7 separate regions of the Mus musculus genome follow, and all the other regions are linked to region 4. The links are chromatin contacts, called in public HiCAR-type and promoter capture Hi-C maps. All regions are on one chromosome and are shown on one strand. Each heading gives the region's core, a stretch centred on a gene start, on an enhancer-like site or on the middle of the called end of the contact. The rest is flanking DNA. Distances are from core to core; before and after follow the strand shown. Region 1 holds the start of Nkpd1 (NTPase, KAP family P-loop domain containing 1). Region 2 holds the start of Relb (avian reticuloendotheliosis viral (v-rel) oncogene related B). Region 3 holds the start of Apoc1 (apolipoprotein C-I). Region 4 holds the start of Ap2s1 (adaptor-related protein complex 2, sigma 1 subunit). Region 5 holds the start of Tomm40 (translocase of outer mitochondrial membrane 40). Region 6 holds the start of Clptm1 (cleft lip and palate associated transmembrane protein 1). Region 7 holds the start of Ppp1r37 (protein phosphatase 1, regulatory subunit 37).

The links. Promoter capture Hi-C pulls out the DNA fragments that hold promoters and counts their contacts. HiCAR-type assays count read pairs that join an accessible place to other places.
Region 1: a contact with region 4 is called in a HiCAR-type map of astrocytes, with 4 times the contacts expected there. The contact joins the promoter of Nkpd1 here to the promoter of Ap2s1 in region 4. A contact is called at or near these places in 1 of 39 promoter capture datasets (cranial neural crest) and 1 of 115 datasets of contacts at active chromatin or transcription factors (astrocytes).
Region 2: a contact with region 4 is called in a promoter capture Hi-C map of hippocampal neurons, with 4 times the contacts expected there. The contact joins the promoter of Relb here to the promoter of Ap2s1 in region 4. A contact is called at or near these places in 2 of 39 promoter capture datasets (hippocampal neurons and pre-B cells).
Region 3: a contact with region 4 is called in a HiCAR-type map of astrocytes, with 6 times the contacts expected there. The contact joins the promoter of Apoc1 here to the promoter of Ap2s1 in region 4. A contact is called at or near these places in 1 of 484 Hi-C or Micro-C datasets (B cells) and 1 of 115 datasets of contacts at active chromatin or transcription factors (astrocytes).
Region 5: a promoter capture Hi-C map of pre-B cells shows a contact between it and region 4, with 6 times the contacts expected there. The contact joins the promoter of Tomm40 here to the promoter of Ap2s1 in region 4. A contact is called at or near these places in 3 of 39 promoter capture datasets (hippocampal neurons, liver and pre-B cells).
Region 6: a contact with region 4 is called in a promoter capture Hi-C map of pre-B cells, with 7 times the contacts expected there. The contact joins the promoter of Clptm1 here to the promoter of Ap2s1 in region 4.
Region 7: a promoter capture Hi-C map of liver shows a contact between it and region 4, with 2.6 times the contacts expected there. The contact joins the promoter of Ppp1r37 here to the promoter of Ap2s1 in region 4. A contact is called at or near these places in 2 of 39 promoter capture datasets (cranial neural crest and liver) and 2 of 115 datasets of contacts at active chromatin or transcription factors (astrocytes and embryonic stem cells).

What each region holds. Positions count from the first base shown.
Region 1 is chr7:19,517,385-19,520,084 of GRCm38.p6, forward strand. Nkpd1 (NTPase, KAP family P-loop domain containing 1) reads left to right here and starts at 1,347. Exons shown (of 4, transcript NM_027116.1): 1 at 1,347-1,437; 2 at 2,418-2,700. The coding sequence starts at 1,347.
Region 2 is chr7:19,628,051-19,630,750 of GRCm38.p6, forward strand. It overlaps Relb (avian reticuloendotheliosis viral (v-rel) oncogene related B), which reads right to left and starts at 1,388. Exons shown (of 12, transcript NM_009046.2): 1 at 1,141-1,388. The coding sequence starts at 1,192.
Region 3 is chr7:19,691,378-19,694,091 of GRCm38.p6, forward strand. It overlaps Apoc1 (apolipoprotein C-I), which reads right to left and starts at 1,282. Exons shown (of 4, transcript NM_001110009.2): 1 at 1,232-1,282; 2 at 1,034-1,109; 3 at 511-658. The coding sequence starts at 1,091.
Region 4 is chr7:16,737,137-16,739,836 of GRCm38.p6, forward strand. Ap2s1 (adaptor-related protein complex 2, sigma 1 subunit) reads left to right here and starts at 1,308. Exons shown (of 5, transcript NM_198613.2): 1 at 1,308-1,402. The coding sequence starts at 1,400.
Region 5 is chr7:19,714,089-19,716,945 of GRCm38.p6, forward strand. Tomm40 (translocase of outer mitochondrial membrane 40) reads right to left here and starts at 1,341. Exons shown (of 10, transcript NM_016871.2): 1 at 1,270-1,341; 2 at 893-1,171; 3 at 205-272. The coding sequence starts at 1,166. It overlaps Nectin2 (nectin cell adhesion molecule 2), which reads right to left. Exons shown (of 9, transcript NM_008990.3): 9 at 2,556-2,857. Gm38955 (a long non-coding RNA gene) reads left to right here and starts at 1,376. Exons shown (of 2, transcript XR_881874.2): 1 at 1,376-1,901.
Region 6 is chr7:19,663,671-19,666,650 of GRCm38.p6, forward strand. Clptm1 (cleft lip and palate associated transmembrane protein 1) reads right to left here and starts at 1,360. Exons shown (of 14, transcript NM_019649.2): 1 at 1,264-1,360. The coding sequence starts at 1,335.
Region 7 is chr7:19,560,986-19,563,685 of GRCm38.p6, forward strand. It overlaps Ppp1r37 (protein phosphatase 1, regulatory subunit 37), which reads right to left and starts at 1,413. Exons shown (of 13, transcript NM_199149.3): 1 at 826-1,413. The coding sequence starts at 1,045.

The sequences.
Region 1 (2,700 bases), core at 97-2,596, 2.8 Mb after region 4:
GCACTATCACAGCTCTGTGGGTTGTGATGATAAAGGAGGCTACTGAGTGGTCAGGCTCAGAAGCCGCTCCCTGTATGTGCTGTTGCCTGGGTACTATGTGAGGCACCCACAGCAGCCTCAGAGAATGAATTTACCTCAGCAGGTAAATGGGTCAGCTGGTCCTGTACGGAAGGGCCAGCCCCAAGCTGGGCGGACTCTCTGTTTGACAACTTCAAAAAGCAGGTGCCAACCTGGCCTATTCAGCAATGAGGAAGCTGAGGCTCAGAGAGATGAAGTCACTGACCCACAGTCACACAGCTGGGTGACAGAGGAACTCGCAGACCGGGTCTATTTGAGATTCATTCTGCCTCCACCCAACCCGAAGAGGTGCCCAGAAATCTGGTGTGAGGGTTGCTGTGGACTCTCCACCCCCTCCTGGGTTCATCCTGTCAGGGGCATCCAGTCCTCGAGAGCAGCATCCCGGGCGCCTGCCCAAAGGGCGGGGACACACGCAGGAGAACCGGCCGAGCGGGCGCCACTGGGCTCCAGCCAGGCCTGCGCGGGGCCACGGGCAGGGAGCTGGGGCCGCGGGGCCACCACCAGGTAGGTACTGAGAGCTCAGGCTGGGATGGACGCGGGGTGGGGGCAGGGATCGGCGGGGGGGGGGGCGGGGGGGCGTGCGGTGGCAGGTGGGGCCACTGACCTGGCCCCCCAACCCCAATCACGCAGATTCTCATCGTCCTGGGCCAGACAGTATCTTTCCCATCTCAGCTTTGATTCATTCTCTGAGCCTGTAACACACGCTGCCCCCCAGAGGCTGCCTGTGACTCCGCAGAAGGCCATCGTTCCCCAGACCTCCCTTCTTTCCATCTCCCTGTTTAGCCCCCCCCATGTTTGTTTGTTTGTTTGTTTGTTTATGCTTTTGCTTTGTGAGAGAAGGTCTCACTGTGTAGCTCTTTCTAGCCTCAAACTCAGAGGTCTCCCTCCTTCTGTCTCCTGAGTGCTGGGATTAAAGACATGTGCCACCATGTTGGACAGTTTCTACCGCTTAGACTTCAGCCTAGCTTGGTGGCTTTCAGATCAGGCTGCATCGGCATCCTCTAGCCCTCCCCCACAACCTCTGCACTCCCCGCCTAGCCCCACAGTATCTCCCAGCCATCTGGCCATTGTCTTTCATGTGACCATGCCACTTCTCACTTCTGTGCTCACTCCAGTGACCCAAGGAACACCCCACCACCAAATCTTTACTGTGCCTTTTGCCTGTCCAAGGTTACGGGGGCCATCTTAGAACTAGGGAGCCAGGGGCCCCACCAAGCTGAACACTGACCTTTCCATGTAGGATTGGGCCACTGACGTCACGGCCCGCCATGCAGAAGAACTACAATGTGCACTTCACCAAGAACGCCCGGACCCCCAATGAACGATACCTTTTGGATCCCGAGTTGGGGCACCAAAAAGGTAAGGATTCATTTTTGAGGGGGTGGGTTGTGTCAGGAGAGGCAGGTAGGGGTGGCTGGGTGCTGAATTTATGCACAAGGGAAGAAACGGGGTCCAGGGAGAAAAGCCACAAGAGCCAATTGTGGCACAATGCCTGGAGTCCCAGCATTTTTCCAGGCTGAGATGGGAAGATTGTTGCAAGTTCCGGTCTAGCCTGGGCTACAGAGTGGGACTGGTCTTACTGAAAAGGGTAAGGCAAGGTCTCACTCTATAGCCCAGGCTGGCCTTGACCTAGATTCAAACACTCCTCCTGCCCCAGCTTCCCACGAACCTGAGACAACAGGTGTGTACCCCGTGCTTGTCTCCTGTAGAGTCCAAAGGTTGAGTGTTCCCCGGGGGGTGGGAGCAGGGGAGTCCTGTCTGCAAATCTCCATGCTATAGGGGCCAGCCTCCAGAGGAGCCATATGGTGGGAGAAGGAAAGACAGCAGGGGAGGCCCCCTCTGAGTGTGTTTGAGTCGGTGGCTCAGGTTCCCACAATAACCAAGTGAGGAGGGCCCGGTGACTTCCTGTTAAGACTGTCACAGACTCCTGGGGTCTGGCAGCTCAGGGCCCACCTGCCTTCCTAGCTCTTGGCCCGTCCCTCCTTCCTCCATGGTTACCACGCTGGCCACTTCTATCTAGCCAGGCCCTCAAACATCCTCACACTGAGACTGTAGTGGGGACCCCCGTGGAATATAGGAAATTAGTCTCAGTCTTTGGGATGCCAAGATGCATGGATATCCAATGGTGTCCTCTCTCTGTCCTCCCTGAAAAACACAAACCCTGTGTGTTCTGCCCCTGCCCCTCCCTTGGGTCCTTTGAGCCCCTCTCTCTTCTGGGGCCTCTGGGGCTCCCAAGGATGCTCCAATCCAGCCTCACCAAACAGCACAACCTGGCTCAAGCCAGCGTCCCCTGGGGGACTGGGACTCAGTCCCAGTCACCTCCACTTCCTTCCTTCTAGGATGCTGCCGTCAGTGGTACCAGGACCCGGTGGCCACTCACACCCATGGGCCCTATCAGCTGTCCCCCCAGGCTCACTGGCAGCAGACCTACCATAGCCACCGAGGTGGCAGCGGCTGTCGCCGGTGTCCCCAGCCCCTCATTCCGCAGCGACAGCGGCGGCAGCAGCAGCAGCGACAACCCCCACCCCTACCTCCCAGCCCTCTGCGGCAGCGGCTCGGTCCAGTTCGCGGGGCCCAGAAGGGGTCACCCGCGATCGCCGCTGCCCGCATGGAACCAGCCAG
Region 2 (2,700 bases), core at 138-2,637, 2.9 Mb after region 4:
CTTGAATAAAGTCCCTCCTCCTTACCGAGCTCAGGTGCAGGCCAGCCTTCTCTAACTCCTTTTTTTTTTTCTTGGTTTTTCGAGACAGTGTTTTTCTGTATAGCCCTGAGCTGTCCTGGAACTCACTTTGTAGACCAGGCTGGCCTCGAACTCAGAAATCCGCCTGCCTCTGCCTCCCAAGTGCGCCACCACAACCGGCTCTTCTCTAACTCTTGAAAAAAGTTCTGGCTTTTCGTTTCTGCCTTTGACTCCGCCAATCATCACTCAATATCCGCTACTTTCCCCATTAAGGTGGGACTTGGAGGACTCCTGATGCCTCAGGAAAACCCCCGTCTCCGTTCTTCCCTCAGGGCGAAATCCGAGCCCCAATACTTCGTCACTGGAGAACTTTCCTCTCCCCCATCTCGCTGCAGGCCCCGCCCCTTTTCAATCCCATCGTCAGGCCCCGCCCTTCGTTTTCTAAACAGGCCCTGCCCTTTCCCTAGACCTGCCACTACGCCCCACTTTCCCCCACCCCAACCCAAGGGTAAGTCCCGCCCACTCACTGAGCCACACACCTCTTCTTGCTCTTGGAGCCTGACCCCGCCCCTATTTCCTGTCAAGCACAGTCCTGGATCCTCCTCCTCGAGGTCAGGCACCGCTCCTCCTTAAATCTTGAAGCTGGGCCCCGCCTCTTTCTTTGCCTCTAAAGGCCTAAGCCTTGCGGGAGAAGGGTCCCCCTTGTTTGGAGAGAATAAAGCCACTTCCTCGAATTAGGCTCCGCCCCTTACTCCTAAGAGCAGCCTCACCCACTCTGTAAACCAGAAGCCTCCTCTGAGTTTGCCCCGCCCCTGTGTGTATGGCTCCTCCCCTTCAGAGTTATGCCCCGCCCCTCCTCTCGACCGCCGCCCGGCCCGCCCCCTTCTTTGCCTCAGGCTCAGGCCCCGCCCCCTTCTCACTCCTTAGCGGGACGCCTAGCCTGTATCTCCCCGGCAAGACCCTTCACCATCCTCTACCTTCTGCCTTATCCCTCGCGCAGTGTCCCCGCCACCCTTGTACTCTCCGCACCGAAGCGCGAATCCTGCGGAAACCCGCAGATGACTCCGAGCGCCCCGAACTCCCCGAGCCCGAGCCCCGCCCCAGAGGTTCCACTCTGCTTACCCAAGGCCCCTAGCTCGGGCGCGGACTCTCTGGCAGCGCGGCGACTCGGCATGGCCCGGCCCGTAGGGACCGACAGCCCGAAGGCCAGCTCAGGGCGAGCGCACACGAGGGCAAGCCGGGCAGTCGGACAGCCCGGTCGGCTGGGACGATCACCGGCCGGGCAAGCGGTGCAAGGCTAGGGCCGAAGGCCGGGCTGGACGCACGGCGCCCGGGGCTGCGGGGGGCGCCGGGCCGAGCGGGCGGCGGGCGGGGGCGGGGCGGCGGAATTCCCCGGCGCCGCCGGCCTGCGCACCCATTGGCTCGTACCCCTCCGTGACGTCACGTCAAAGGGAATGGGAAAACCCCCGCTGCTCACGTGACTGCGGGGGCGGGGTCGGCCGGGAAGCGAAGGCTTGGCACTTCGCAGGGTCCGGGTGCGAGTCGCTGCCCATTGCCTTGGCCAAGACCACTGAGGTCCGTCCGGGTCCACTTGCGCCCTACCCACAGAACAAGCTGAGAAATGGGCATTCCATTTCCCCTACGAGGGCTTGAACCTGCTATCTTTCAGGCTGGCAAATGAAGCCAGGAGTGGGAAGTTAGCAGCCATTGATAATTTGTTTGAAGTAAAATTTACATAGGGTCTCATCTTGCCCAGACCGATGACCTTGAACTGCAGATCCTTTTGCCCCCATGGATCCTTCAGATTCGTCCCTCCACAGTGCTGGGACGACAGGCATGAACCACCACCTAGTCTATGCAGCACTGAGTGTTGAACCCAGGGCTTCATGAATACTGAGCTACAGTCCCAGCCCGTTGGTGATATATGGCACCTATAACCTATAGAAACCTATAGAAACTTGTATGTTCCATTCCCCTTCTATCATAGCATGTGTGATCAATGATTCAAGCAACCTACGCATAATTAAGCACTTGCCATATGCTGCAGCCTGTAATGAAAACTAGGGTACAGCATTACTAAAACCAGGCCCACTTCTTGCTCCAGAGGCAGAAAACTGCAGCAGTGAATGATGTGGCACCGGTATCTACTGTTGCACACCAAAGCAAAGAGCATTGTTTTGGTTTTGCTATGTAGCTCTGGTTGACATTGAATTCATGATAATCCATCTGCTTCAGCCTGAGTCCTGGGGATCCCAGGCACCTACCATCACGTCCAGCTTAGAGCAAACCTTTTCTTGCAATGAAAGACATTAGGCTCAGGCTTTGAGAACCAAATGGTCTTAATTTTCAAATGTGCCATCTTACATAAACAGCCAAGGACCAGAAACAGGGATGTGGCTATGTTCTATTAGAACATAATTTGATAAATATAGAAATGGGAATATCATGTAACTTTCACACTGAATCATATTCTTTTTCACTTTGTACCAGAGGGAAATGTTCCAGTGTCATAAGCAAGCCCAGGAGTGGACATCTCCCATAGAATAAGCTTGCCAGTCACACACACACACACACCAATCACTGCTTTCCTTGAGGTTTTCCAACTGTAGTGCTGAGGATGTGGCTTGTGATAGAATGCTTGTCTAGCATGTATGAGATTCTAGGCTGTGTTCTCAGCAGCAC
Region 3 (2,714 bases), core at 32-2,531, 3.0 Mb after region 4:
TCTGCCTGCCTCTGCCTCATGAATACTGGGATCAAAGGTGTGCGCCACCACTGCCTGGCTAGTTCTTAACCCAGCATGCCCTAATCTCTCTTTGGCCAGTGTAAACTGCAGAGCCCAGGCCTGTACAGCTTCTGCTGTGCCCCTGCCCCAACTCTCCTACATTCTTTCTCTGTCTCGGAGACTCAAGTCATGACCTGTCTCAAGAGTACACAGGGAGGGGTCAGGGTCTGTCCTAACCAGTCAGCCGCCTAGCTTGGCCCTTCACTAGGACTTGGAAACATCTCTAACAGTTGGCTGGGAGTTACACCGCCTGTCTCCACACTACGAGCACTTTGACATCCAGTTCAATGACTTCAGATACAGTTCTATGACTTCAGGGAAAGTGTCAAACACTCTGGTGCAGTTTCCCCATTGTGTCAGTGTGGAACTGTCTGCTAGGGCTTTTACACACGGGCGCGCGCGCACGCACACACACACACACCACCCGCCCGTGCCCTGAAAGGTCCTAACCGGGTCTTGGTCAAAATTTCCTTCTGTTTGATATGTTCAATGGCTGCCCGGGCCTTGTCTTCCAAAGTGTTCCCAAACTCCTTCAGTTTATCCGGTATGCTCTCCAATGTTCCGGACAAATCCGGGGCCGCCTGGGCGGGGGCTGGGCCTGCCGCGAGAGGGTTGCGAGCAAACTCATTAGCATGGGGGAGGGTATTGGACACTTGATTTTACTGCACCTCTCACCTCCTTGTTTTTACGCTCCGCCCCTTCTAGGAAGATTAGCCAATTCCAAAGGGTGGTATCCTAGGTCATTGGTTACTGCGTCTTTTCTGGACAGAGTTGCCTCCTTCAGCACCCACTTTGACACAAAAATAAGGCACCTGGCAGGTGGGATGGGGGACGATGGGAGGGCGGTAGTGGAATGATGACACAGAAAGGGACCTCAGAGCCCTCCTCGAGGGTCTTCTAAGCCTGGGCCGCAGGCACAAGGCCAACTTCACACTTCCAAGCCTCTTTCTTACCTTCCAAGGCTCTTTCTTACCTTCCAAGGTCATGGCTACGACCACAATCAGGACAGGAAGAGCGATGAAGAGCCTCATCCTGGTTGGAGGGGCACCCTGGAGGCAGACGCACGGGTAGCGGGGGACATCGCTAGTATTCACCACCGCCCTCCACCATGATCCCACCACCCCAATCCCTTAGCTGTAGGTAGTGGGGGGACACTTTCCTATGCACTAACCTGGATCTAAGGATCTCTCAGGAGGCCCATGGCGGTGGGAGGATCCTGCACAGAGGTTTAACCGGTTGGGGAGGGGGCGGAGCAAGCTGGTCGCCCTCCCCCTGAGCCTCCCCCTTGTCTCTGTGTCCACCTACTTTTTCTTTTTTCTTTTTTCTCTTTTTTTTTTTTTTACATAGGCTTTTTGGCTGGCCTGGAATTTGTGATGCTCCTGCCTCTGCCTCTCTAGTGAGTTGCTGGGATTACAGGCATGCACCAACACCAACACAACCAGCCCACTCTCTTCTGTCATTCTGGTCGATACTGGGAGGCAGATCCCACATCCAGGCTTTTTATTTAGGCCCAAGGCTCGTCACTGGTCAGCATCCTCACTTCCAAATCTCATTGATCTCCACCCAGCCTTGGCTGCTCTGCCTACTCACTCTCTCTCTGAGGCTGTCCCACCTTAAGGGGGGGGGTCTTACAAACAACTCCCCTCACCCCCATCTCACCCCTAGCTCACACTGCATCCTCAGGTTAGCTCTTCTCTACCTTCTCCTTGACCAGGAGCCTCAGCTCACATTCTGTCCCGGATGCTGCACCCTGGCTCCCTTCACCTCCAATGCCTTTGCATCTGCACACCCTCAGACCTCCTCGGATGCTCTCTGGGATCTTGGCATCCCCTCATCTCCCTTCCTTAGAAGTTGCCTCTTCAGCTAGTCAAAACTGCAAAGAAGCTAAGAGCCTCTTAGCTTGCAGAGCTCCATAGTGTCCCCTAACTGGCACAACCCCCCTTCCCCCGTTTTTAGGTCTTGTGGGGCCTCCTAGGCCCCTGCAGGCCCTAAACTTGCCTCCCTGCCCCCTCCTTCCACAACATCCTTTCTCTCAGGCTAGAGTCCAAGGCCCTTCTCCCCCCCTCCCCCAGAGCTGTCATTGACCGACAGTGACCCCCTGGCAGCTGGTGGCTAAGGGGCCCAGACTCTAGGTTGGCTGGCCTGGTGCCCCTGCAACCCACGTGTCAGTTGGGGCGGGGGTGGGGGTGGGGACGACGACAACAGGGGGATGGTTGTGAAAGGGGTGGAACAGATTCTCGACCCTGGCTGGGTTGCGACATCTCTGGGGCCAACTCGGCGCTAGCTAGCTTCCAGTCCCTGTGGGCACCAGGCCTGACCCTTTTGCTTCTTGAAAGGAGTCCTGCTCAGTCCTCAAGCGCCCATCTGAATAATGTAACAGATTTCCCCCTTACTCTGCCCAGTGCTTGGTGCTTCCAGTGTCATCCTACTCTTAGCAACAAGGGCTTCCTGTGCCACAGGTAGGGTACGGGAAGCACACAGCTAAGGTTCTAAAACTGCTAGTCATTCAGTTCTTTTTTTTTTTTTTTTTTTCCTTCTTGTTTTCCTCTGTGTAGCCCTGGCTGTCCTGGAACTCACTCTGTACAACAGGCTGGCCTCCATGACTTCCTTCACGATCCTAGTTCTGTAATGTCTTTCTGTGGTCCTTGCCCCAC
Region 4 (2,700 bases), core at 58-2,557:
CAGAGTGAGTTCCAAGACAGCCAGGACTACATAAGAAACCATGTCTCAAAAGTAAAATAAAATAAAATAACCTACTTTTCCTAAGACTGGTGTGGTGGCATATGCCTATACTGTAGCCCCTTTGGTGGCAGAAGCTGCAGGATCAGGACTCCAACTGATCCTCCCCTACAAGGCTAGTCCTAGGCCAGTCCGGGATACATAAAACCCTGAGCTTAGGGGCTGGTGAGATGGCTCAGCGGTTAAGAGCACCAACTGCTCTTCCAAAGGTCCTGAGTTCAAATCCCAGCAACCACATGGTGACTCACAACCATTGGTAACGAAATCTGATGCTCTCTTCTGGAGTATCTGAGTACAGCTACAGTGTACTTACATATAATAAATATTTTTTTAAAACCCGAGTTTAAAGGAAAAAAAAAATCACTGGAGGGAAGAGTGAAACATGCCTTCTGAACGTGACAGAGATGATGCCAAACCTTACAGCAGCTGGGAGTTACTGCTCAAGGCCTGTAGGAGACCAGGCCCATCAGCATTTCACCACAGGTGGGCACGGATTGAGATGCTGGAGAGAAGACTCAGTGTTTAAGAGCTTTTGCTACTCTAGCAGATTCGGCTCCCAAACTCCAGTTCCTAGGTTCTTATGCTGTCTTCCACCTCTGTGGACACTGCAGGCATACTATAGACTTACCTACATGCAGGTGAGAACTCAAATACATAAAATAAGCAAAAAATTAAAAACCAGTCGCCGAGGGTGCGAGGGTCATATTCCCAGTAGTGTATTCTGTTAAAAGATGCCCATGCCCAAGTAAGTAACGCTCACATCCGCAACCCCAGATCAATGCCGTGGGTCACACGCTCCGCAAGAAAAACATACATGAAAAAAGGAACACTTTGGGGAAGAAAGGGTTTTGGTGGAGGAGAAAGAAGTAAGCTAATAATAATGGGGAAATATTATCAAAGCACATTATATGTTATAATTTAAAGCAAAGTTGAAAAGAAAAAACTACTATTCCCAGCATGTCCTTGCTGGTAGCTTTGGGATCGAGGAGCACTAGAACCACATTTCCCGAAATGCAACGCTCACTCAGTCTACTTTTAACCTATGGAAATTGTCCTTATTCAGAGTCCTTCATCCACAATGCATTTGGTACTCGCATTTGGCGACTAGGTCTCTTGATAGGAAAAAGGGCAGTCGCAGAGCATGCTGGGAAGGCGTTAGACCGGGGCCACCCTTGCCAACGCGTGCGTTTAAACTACAACTCCCAGAGGGCCGTGCCCGAGAAGGAAGGCGGGTTCTCCTGCCGGAAGTCAGTTCTAGCCCTGGGCCCCACAACTGCAAGCAGAGCCGGAGCCGCCCTGTTACAGCGGGACCCGGGCCTCTGGGGTCCAGACAGGGGTCGCCATGGTAACGGGGGGAGCGTCGTACCGGGGACAGGCAGAGGGGGGTGGTTCACGTACGGTCCCCGGGGTTTCGGTTTGGAGGTGACAAGCTTCCTCCTGCTGCGGATGATCCGGGCCGGGCGCGGGTTCTCGGGATTGGGGTCAGGAATGGGGATCAGGGGCTGGATGCTGCGCTGCGGGGTGTGCTTGTGGTTCCAAGCAAAGGATTTGGAGGGGAAGGAGTGTCCAGGGGAGGGACTGCCTTGGTGGGAGACATTTGGGGGTGATTTTGAAACCACAGAGGCGGGAGAAGATATTGGAGATGAGGAAGGGATGATGGAAAAGAACCAGAGACTCTACAGACAGGGTAGAGAGGGTTCCTTATGAGAAGGAAGGAGCTGGTTTTAAGGAGAGCTAGTGTTGGGGCAAATTGGATATGGCCAGGGTAGATGCTCTCCAGGGGAAGAAGAGGACCCTGGAGGCCGGAAGTTAGCCCCTGTAGGATTAGAGTTAGGCTGCTGCAAGAGGAGAGAGGGCTGTAGCAGTAGAAAGTGGATTCTAGAAGAAAATGGGGAGCAACTGAACAGAATGTTCCACAGAGGAGAGGTCCGGGGTGCAGAGTAGACTTGGAGGCGTCACATTTGAGGAGGGGGAGCTTTGGGAGAAGGGCTGAGCACTGGATTTAGGGGAACCTCCACCTCCAAGACGGGCCTTTTGGAACTAAGAGTTCTTTGGATAGGGACTTGGAGAAGAAGACTTGGGAGGGGGATGTCAGAACAGGAGGTGAGTAGAGGTCTTGGAGGTTCGATGCGACCTTTGTAAAAAGGGAGGCCAGCCTTGGACAGGGAGAAGGGGTGCTTGTAATGAAGGACAGGTGAAGCTTCCCGGAGTCGGGGCCAAAGGTGCTGGGGTCAGGGGGATGGAGGTTACAACGAACAATGTGGGGAGGTGGTCGGGAGGCTCCCTGAGGGTACAGCAGAGGGATGGATGTAGGGACTAGGGGCTGCTCAGATGTGTTCCCAGGAGTGAAACGATTCTCATTGAGGGAAACAGAAAGAAGTATTGGTTGAAGTGGGGTAGGACACAGAGGGCTTAACTCAGCCTTGCTTCCAGCTGTTCTTCCCTTCTGCTCCTGTGCCCACCCCCTTCCCTTCCTGGGTTTCCCTGGCTCAGCAGAAGTAGTTCTTGGAAGGGGCATGTAACATCCTGTTTGTGGTTTTCTGCTTAGGTTGAATAAGGCAGATAGGTTGAGGGAAGAATGAGGCTCGGGAAAGACCATGGAAGCCAGTAAAGAATCCAGGGCTCAGGGTAAAGACTTGGAGG
Region 5 (2,857 bases), core at 91-2,590, 3.0 Mb after region 4:
GATATAGGGTCTTTTGATGCATGCTGGTCTGGTCTTGGGAGTACGATCTTCCCACCTCTGCCCTGGCCAGTGGTGCCATTGGAGTGCTATCTGAATCTTGCTACCTACCAAAAACCCCAAGCCTTTAAGAGTGAGGGGATCTGTATGCATGGAGGAGTATCGCTGTTGTGACCTCTGGAGGGTCAAGGCACCAGAAAGGCTCACCTGGAAACGGTTGCTCAACCCTTTGTTGACTGTAAGTTTGACACCTTCCATCTGAACTGGAAACAGCTCTGCAGAAGAGAGATGCTGTCATACCCCAGATTCTTCTCCCATCCCAAGCTCTCTTCACAAACTCTTATCTCACTAATTCCACCACTAGAGGAACCTTGGCCCTTTGCACATTTTAAACCCAGTGCAGTCACCTCAACTTAGGAAATTCACTCTCCTGCCTAACTTCTCATGCTTACAGTTCTCACCACACAGAACTGTCCTCAGTATTTAGTAAGTTAACACACTTAACTATCGAGAGTAAGAATGTCCTCCCTCTTATGATCAAATTGTCAAAAGATCCTAGGCTAGGATCCTTGGGTCGAACCCCTCACAGGAACATTGGGGAAAACCTCTTGACACCGTGACCTTGGACTATAATTCCCTTCCTGATCACACTCCTGAATCTTGGTGGGGTTGGTCCCCTGGCTCTCAGTACCCTAAGACTTCTCCCTCCTGCTGTGGCATTCTTCCCCAACGAGTTCATCATCTGATCGCAGTTTCGAGCCCCAAGTTCAAGGTCCCACCCTTCCAATCCATCATCAGCTTCCAACGTTCTGTTTAATGATTGCAACGATGTGCGCCAATCCTCCGGGGGGTCCCTTCCCTTTCCCTGGGGCTACTCGGGCCTGGCGCCCCTCACCCTTGCACTTCCGGTGGCACTCCTCGAACGTCCCCGGGTTGGGCAGGCATCCGCAGCTCCCATCTTCCGAGGCCGCCGCAGCGCCGCTGGCCGCAGCCCCGGGAGTCCGTTCCGAACCACGGCCAGTGCTTGACCCAGTGCCCAGGCCGCCGCCGAGCGGCGGCAGAGTGAAGCCTGGCGGCGAAGGAGGCGGCGGCGGGAGCCCCACGAGGGACGGCGTAGGAGGCGGCGGTGGCCCTGCGGGCGGAGAGCTGGCAGCCAACACGTTCCCCATGGTATCTGCGAGGGGAAAGGTCAGAGGGCAGGGATCGGGGCGACACGCACACCCCCGGATGCAACCCCAGGCCCTTCCCACCCAAAGCGGACTCGGCTCTCACTGGCGGCCGCGGCGGCTCCTCTTCCCGGCCTGGGCTCCGCTCCTACCCCGTGCGCTAAGCGCAACCGAACCCGCTGCCGCCGCCGCCACCGCTGTTTTCCCGCCCCATGGATTCTATTGGTTCGGTGTCCTCCGAGATCCGCCCACCGCCCTAGAAGAAAGACATTCTATTGGAGAATTAGCAGGAAGTTCCACCCTTCTGTTGAAGCCCTACTCCTATTGGTTCCTAGTCGAAATCAGTCAGTGCAGCTTCCTCTACCTTCCTATTGGCTCGTGTATCCCAAGTTCATTGGTTCGCGACGCCGCGGGGCTGGAGCTAGTTCGCTATTTGTCGATAGCACACGCATTGACACGCCTACCTGCTCATTGCCCCGCCCTCCTTTTGGAGGCGCGGAGACCCGCCCCAGAAAATGCCTTGACTATTGGTGGACCTTGGCTCAACTCACATTCTAATTGGCTACAGTATGTCTAATGGGCCGGCCATGGTGACGTGCGTGCTAGGTCTCTCATTGGCCAATGCGCCAGGGTCAGGGGACATCAGTAGAGGTGCGTTGCGCTGCAGACGCTGCTAGGCAGCAAGGTCAGGTCTCGCGTCCCGACAGGCACCGCGGTGGAGAGGCAGGGTCCCCGACGGTAAAGCCGGAAGTGCTGCCCCTTCCCACAGTGCCTCGGGAAGGTTTCAAACCAGTTCTGGGATAACCTGCCGGCCTCTGCCTACCCACAATGCCGCTTTCTCCCTTAACGCCGCAGCTGCCTTGACCCCCCCACCCCCTTTTATTTTTTTACCCATCATGCCGTCTGCTCCTTGCGTCACTGTAGCTTCTATCTTTGGCCCATTCATTCCTTTCCCATTACCCAGCATTCATTCCCCCATTCATTGAGCTTCAATCCCTTGGCTCGGTTTAGCTCGTGTCTGCCTGTTCACGTTTCCCATCCTTCCGGCCTTTCTCTAATGAACTATCTTGGAATCTTTTACCTTCTGGCGACTACCCACTACGCCTACAGCCCTCGTTTCTTACTTTGCTTCTGGCTCATTCGTTTAGCTCCATTACCCATCACGCCTTGGGGGCTTCATTGAAAATAGTATTTGCCTCATGATCTTAGACACTTCTTGCATGCCTACCGTTTTTTCTTTTGGTTGATGCGGTTTTGCTTATGACTCATTAATTTCTGGGGCATTTTTTTTTGACTTTTTGGGGAGGGAGGGGAGTCCATTCTCTGTTGACTTACAGATCACGGATGCCTTTCAAGCTTCAGGCCTCATTGTACCCCACTCACTTCACATCTCACAGAAAACACAAGACTTTATCAAAGTAGAAACTCATATTATGTAGGAAATGCTTACAAAATAAAATTCCCAACCCAGATGCCCAGATTCTCCATCACACACACATACACACACCATCCCCTAAAGAGGGATATGTAGTTCTCATCTCACTGGGTAGGGGTTAAAAGAATTCAGTAGTCCTCAGGATAAGAGCAGAGTCTCCCAAACTTGGGGTGGCAAGGCACACTTGCATTAGGTTCTCCCCTCTAGCATTGGACCTGGAATTCATGCTCTGGAGACAGGAACCTGGGTGCTGAGGAGA
Region 6 (2,980 bases), core at 110-2,609, 2.9 Mb after region 4:
TCTCACGCCACTGCCACCCAATAATCAACAGAAACTTACAGGAGCCAGTCCCAAGGACCAGAGGCTAGGACGTCCCTGCAGACCCCGCTGGTGTATTCACCACAGCAGGGATAAACCAGCAATTTCCTGAGCTGTGTGCACCCAAGGTCTGGTTGGAAATGCCAGAAAGACTCAGTCAGAAAAGGTGGGTTCTACCTCATCACTTGAGTGTATCTGTCCCCCTCCTTTGAGACCCTACAGCCCCTCATCCCGACTTCTGTCACTTCCCGAGTCTGTTTACGCTACCATCTCCTCTCCCACTCCCCTCACTGCAGGGACATGACTGGAGACATCTTTATAGCCATAAGGCTGGCCCTCTCGCCCAAGTCCTCCATTAACCACTGGGGAAATAAAGACCCAAAGGAAGAAAACTTGTCCAAGGTCACATCCAGTCAGCTACATGCACCCCTCCCAGTCGGTACTCCTCACCCCTGAGCTGCCTCCTACACGGCAGTGACATCCCAGTGGGTGGGTCGACAGCACCTTGCTTCCACTCCATCAATTCCAGCAGAAGCCTGCACGGTGCCTGAGTGAACTGCTATGCTCTGAGGTCTCAGTTTATTTGAGGTGGTAATGGGTTGGGAGGCAAACGCGCCTGGATCAATTATTTCTCTATTTATTTGATCAGCTTGGGCTAAAACAGCGCCCATCTCAGCCCAGACCACCCACAGTCAGCTTTTTCCTAGAACGGACACCAAAACTAACCTGGGTGACCTTCTACAAGCGCCTTCGTCTTGTCGTCCCTCGGATCCTTGTCTGTGAAATGGGTCGGTCGGCCTCCGCAGCCCATGCCCTCTACCCACCACAATTACCGTATTTGCCCTGAGCTTGAAAACTCTCAATTAACCAACCACTGCCCCCGATCTCGGGCACTGCGGAGCGGACCAGGAACACCAGCCCTCTCTAGAAACAGTGCTGGAGGCTGGAACCACACAGTCGAGGACCGAGTCTGCGCCCCTCCGCGCCACCCTCTCCTCCGCTCGAGCAAGGAGTCCGCTGGACGCCCGGCGCGAGCCTGCAGGAGACCCGGCGCGCAACAGGGCCGGGTTCCCGCCACCGTCCGGCCTCCTGGGCGGCCGGGCGCCGCCAGGGCCCAATATTCAAGGTCCCTCTGGGGCATGGAGCCCCCGGTGCACCGGGTTCCTCCAAAAAGGACAAGACACTCCCTGCAGGGGTGCCCCCCGCTGGGGAAGAGCCCCCTCAGGCACCTCTCGGCCTCCGTACCTGACCAGAGCTGCCTCCCCCGGCCGCCACCACGGCGCTGCCGGCCCCGTCCGCCTCCTGCGCCGCCGCCATCTTCCTGCTCCGGGTCCCCGCCCCCGCCGCCAGCCCCGCCCCGTCCCCGACGGCGCCAGCGCGATCGCGCGAGATTTTACGCTTAACCCGTCCCCACCAGGCTTCCGTATCAGAATGGAGCGCCTCAAGCCACGCCCTCTTGAAGGACCAACTAGGCCACCGTACTCGACGTCCGCCCCTTTCACCGCAATTTGGTTGTTTTGGTCTAGCAGGGAGTGACTTCTCCGAGTGCTTGAACTTTCTATAGCAGGAAATGCTCTTTTCATGGGTTCTACTTGTTACACTCGGCCAAGGTGGATGGTTATTTTTTTGATTGTATGGTCTTCCCAAGCAATTCCACCGCAGTTCGGATGGCCGTTTCTTCTCGGGTTTTACAAAGTCGATGGTTTCGGAGCTTTTCCGGCCACCGTAGCGATTCGCTAGAGCCACGCCCCTCTTGAAGAGAAAACCCCTCTCTGGCTGCGGATTTTCGACCTAAGGGGTGGTCATTACTTTGTTCTTTTCGCTTCTGATGCGATTTCCTTGTCTTAAGCTTTCGTCATCAACCCTCGGAGACTGTAGTTCATCCTTAGGCCGTATCTGCTTTCTTACGGACACCACACCTGGAAATGGGACCCTAGTCACTTTTTTCAAATAAAGACTCGTTTATTTGTTTTATGTACACGAGCACTGTATCTTTATGTCAGCAGAGGGCATCAGATCACCTTATAGATGGTTGTGAGCCACCGTGTGGTTGCTCGGAAGTAAACTCGGGACCTCTGGAAGAGCAGATATGCTCTTAGCCGCTGAGCCACCTTCATCCCGGACCTTAGCCGCTTTTAGGCCGCTTAGTTTAGCACTCGTCTTCCATTAGGGGTCTGTGCTTTCTTGCAAACCTCGAATCTTTAAACACAAAGACAGGATCTCATTCTGTAGCCCAGGCCGGCCTCAACTCCTGATCCTCCTGCCTCAGCCTCCAGAATACTGGGATTAAAACATAACATACATGAGAGTAATAATCCTATTTTCTCCTTTTGTTTGTTCGTTTTGATGGGTAAAGGGAAAGGTCTTGAAATGAAGCCCTGGCTGTGGCAAGCATAGAACTTGCGGCATCTTCTAGCCTCATCCTCAGGAGTGCTAGGAGTGCTATCGGGGATTACAGGTTATGTCTCAGCACATTAAACAAGTGAGAGACCAATTCCTTTGGGTTCAGACTCCATCTCAGAGAATCTGACTTAAGATTGAACTCAAGTAAACTAACAGGCCGGTACCTAGCACTAGTTCTAGGCTACACCGCAACAAGAGCTTGAATAAAAAGATCCTAATGCAATTGCTTTGGATTTGGCTCCTTGGTGGTCTTTTTGGGGTTCACGAACGTTTGTTTCATGGCACAGCACAAGAACACCATGATTTTACATTAGATACAAAATCTCTCAAATTGTTAGCTACAAAGTTAGTGAATTATATCAGTTACAAAAAGTTCTCAAATTTTATAGTAACTAAAAAGTCAAAGATTGTTAGACCACAATCAAGGACTGGGAGTGTTGGTGCTCGACTTTAGTCTCAGCACTGAGAAGGCAGAAGCCAGTGAATCTCTAACTTCACCTGTTTCAATAAGCAATTATAAGATACCCAACAGGAAGACTGAGAACTGAACACTGATCCT
Region 7 (2,700 bases), core at 163-2,662, 2.8 Mb after region 4:
CCATAGAACACGGCCAGTGGGTGACCTCACTTCACAGGCTCCACCCAAGCAAAACACAATTCAGCTCAGAAATGGGATTAGCCTGTGTCCATCTCCCCAGCAACCTTTTCCCTTTCAAAGCCATCAAAGCCAATGCACTCCTCCAAGTGCCCGTCCAGTTCCACCTCCCCACCAACAGGCCTAGATCTTAGATCTTCCCATCTCCCAACATGTAAGTCACCTTCTGTTGAGTAGGGAATACTGCCGAGTCCTTCCCCAGGTAAACCCTGGTAAAAGCGGGCTCCGCGTTCTGCTGCCGAACCTTACTGCGGAATTCCTCGCACACAGGCAAACTGGCCACCTCGTCCTCTGCTTTACTACCTGCTGCCTCTGACCCTCCTTTCCCAGTCGGAGGGTTTACAAACTTCTGTACAGTCTGGGTTTATTTCCGTCCTCGTTTCAGCCAAAAGAGCAATGGCCATAGCCGGCTACGCTTTGCCTCCTGGTTTACAGACCAGCTGCTTCGCTCTCACCATCCCGTGGACTCAGGCACTTACCTTTCCCCCAATACTATAACCAGGCTCTCTTCATCTATCCCTGAGTGTACCATGAACTCAAAGGCTGGCTGCCAGCCTCCCAAACTCCCAAACAAGGTTAGGCTTTGAAAACCCAGTCCTGTGGACCTTTCCAGCTCTCCCGCCAACCCCTCTCTGCCTCCAGCTCTAACCTAGGCACCGTTGAAATCACCAATAAGTACCATTTGCCGCGGGCCACCTCCGTGGGGGTCGGCCCTATGGCGGTCCCACCCGCCTCTAGGCTCTCCCCCGCAACCCTCGCCAAAGCTACCGTGTCTCCAGGGGTCTTTGGGCTCCACCGCTCCAGACACGATGTCCTCGTCAGATGGGAACGTGACACGCTTGGCAGCAGCCTTAAGGCGGCCATCGGCCGGGGGCGAGGTCCCGGTAGGAGACTCAGCTTCGGCGGAGGCCTCCTCGGTCTCGGCCTCCGCGTCCGCGTCGGCGTCCGCGCCCGGCCCGGGCGGAGCCTCCTGCGGCGGGATCTCCATCGCCGCCGCCTCCTCCTCCTCACGGGGGCCCCGGGGACATGCCCCGGGCCCCGGACTCGTCTCTCCGGGTCCTCCCGCCGTTCCGGGGCATGGGCTTCGCCGCTGCCTCAAGCGCCGCCTCCGTCCGCTCCGTTCGTCGTCGTCGTCGTCGTCGTCGTCGCAGTCGCCGGGAGCCCCAACGCGCCTCCGCCGAGCTCCGCGAGTACCTGCTCTTCCGCAGCCACACTTTCGCTACAAGCCGAAGGGCCCGCTGCGTACCGAGAAAAGCATAGCACCGACTCAAGCTTTTGCTCTGAAAAAAAACCGTGTCGAGGACGACAGGAAGACCGGAACAAAGAACAGTAAGCTCCGCGGAAAAAAGAAACGTGACCGGCGAATCTGCAGAGCCAAACTGCAGAACACAGAGGCGGGGCCTATGAACGCTGTCTCCCGGAGCGCCGCGCATGCGCGAGTTCTAGCCGCCCCCTCCCGCCCCCCACAAGCCAAGCTGTCAACAGTCAGGCTCCCGCACATTCGTCACAAGCCCAAGTAATTCGGGAAAGGATTCAATACAAATCCTATAACCGCGGCCTGCGAGAGGGCTGTCAGCGGCTAAAGCCGTCTGAGTTCGTAAAAATAGAAGAATCGCCTCCACAAAATTGTCCTCTGATTTCTACGCGTCTACAAGAAATGAGTAACTTAAAATATAAAATACGGATCAGATATTAATTAAAAAACCACTTGCTGGACATGGTAGTGACTCGCCTTGTGAACCGAGCCTTGGAGAGGCTGAAGGAGGAGGTTGCGAATTCGAGGCTAGGCTGGATTACAAAGGGAGCCTCAGACAAGCAGGTGCTACAGCAGGAGACCCTGGTGGGGCTAAGCCAAGTACTGGGAGCAGGATAAAGTGATGGAGGTGCTGAGAGCTGAGAGCCAAGCTGAATATCGGATGAGTACGTACAAGTGACAGAAGCGACAGAAGAGCACACTTTAGCACAATTTTCGTCAAAATTGTATCAAATGTAAATTACAATATTAGACGAGTCTGCTAGGTATTCATGAACCTGCTATAAAAACAAAACAAAACAAAAACTGGGAGCAGGAATTCCAAAGGCTCGGGATGAACCAGCTGACCAAACCTGAGCGAGCCTAAGCCACACCTCCAAGGGGTCGATTCCAAAGCTCAGGATTCATCTGGGCACTTTCGCTTTTCCTTCTCAGCTCATTAAAGCCCACTGGCACAGGGACTGAAACCACAGAACGGGATTTGAGGAGGGTCGAGCACAGCATTGCCAAGTAGAGAGCTAGGCTGGAACTGGAGGGAGGCTCCAGTGTGAACTGATAACTGAGACCACTGCTAAGGGTAGCTGCTTTCCTCTTCACAGTTGGGGGTTAGCACACTTTGGAGACTGAGAAGTACCAAAAGCCCCTATAATTAATGCAAACCTTCAGTTACATTCTGAACTCCAAAAGGCATTAAGTGGGCTTTGTTTGGGGGGGGAGGGTTGGGTTTTGTTTGGTTTTACTGGTTCTCATGTAATCCAGGCTGCCCGCTGACTTGCCATGTAGGAAAGACAGGCTTTATCTCTGGCTCCTCCTGCCTCTACACCCCCTTCCCCACACCAAATGCTGGGATTACAGACTTGGGTCACTGTGCTTAGCTAGGAACTGCTTCC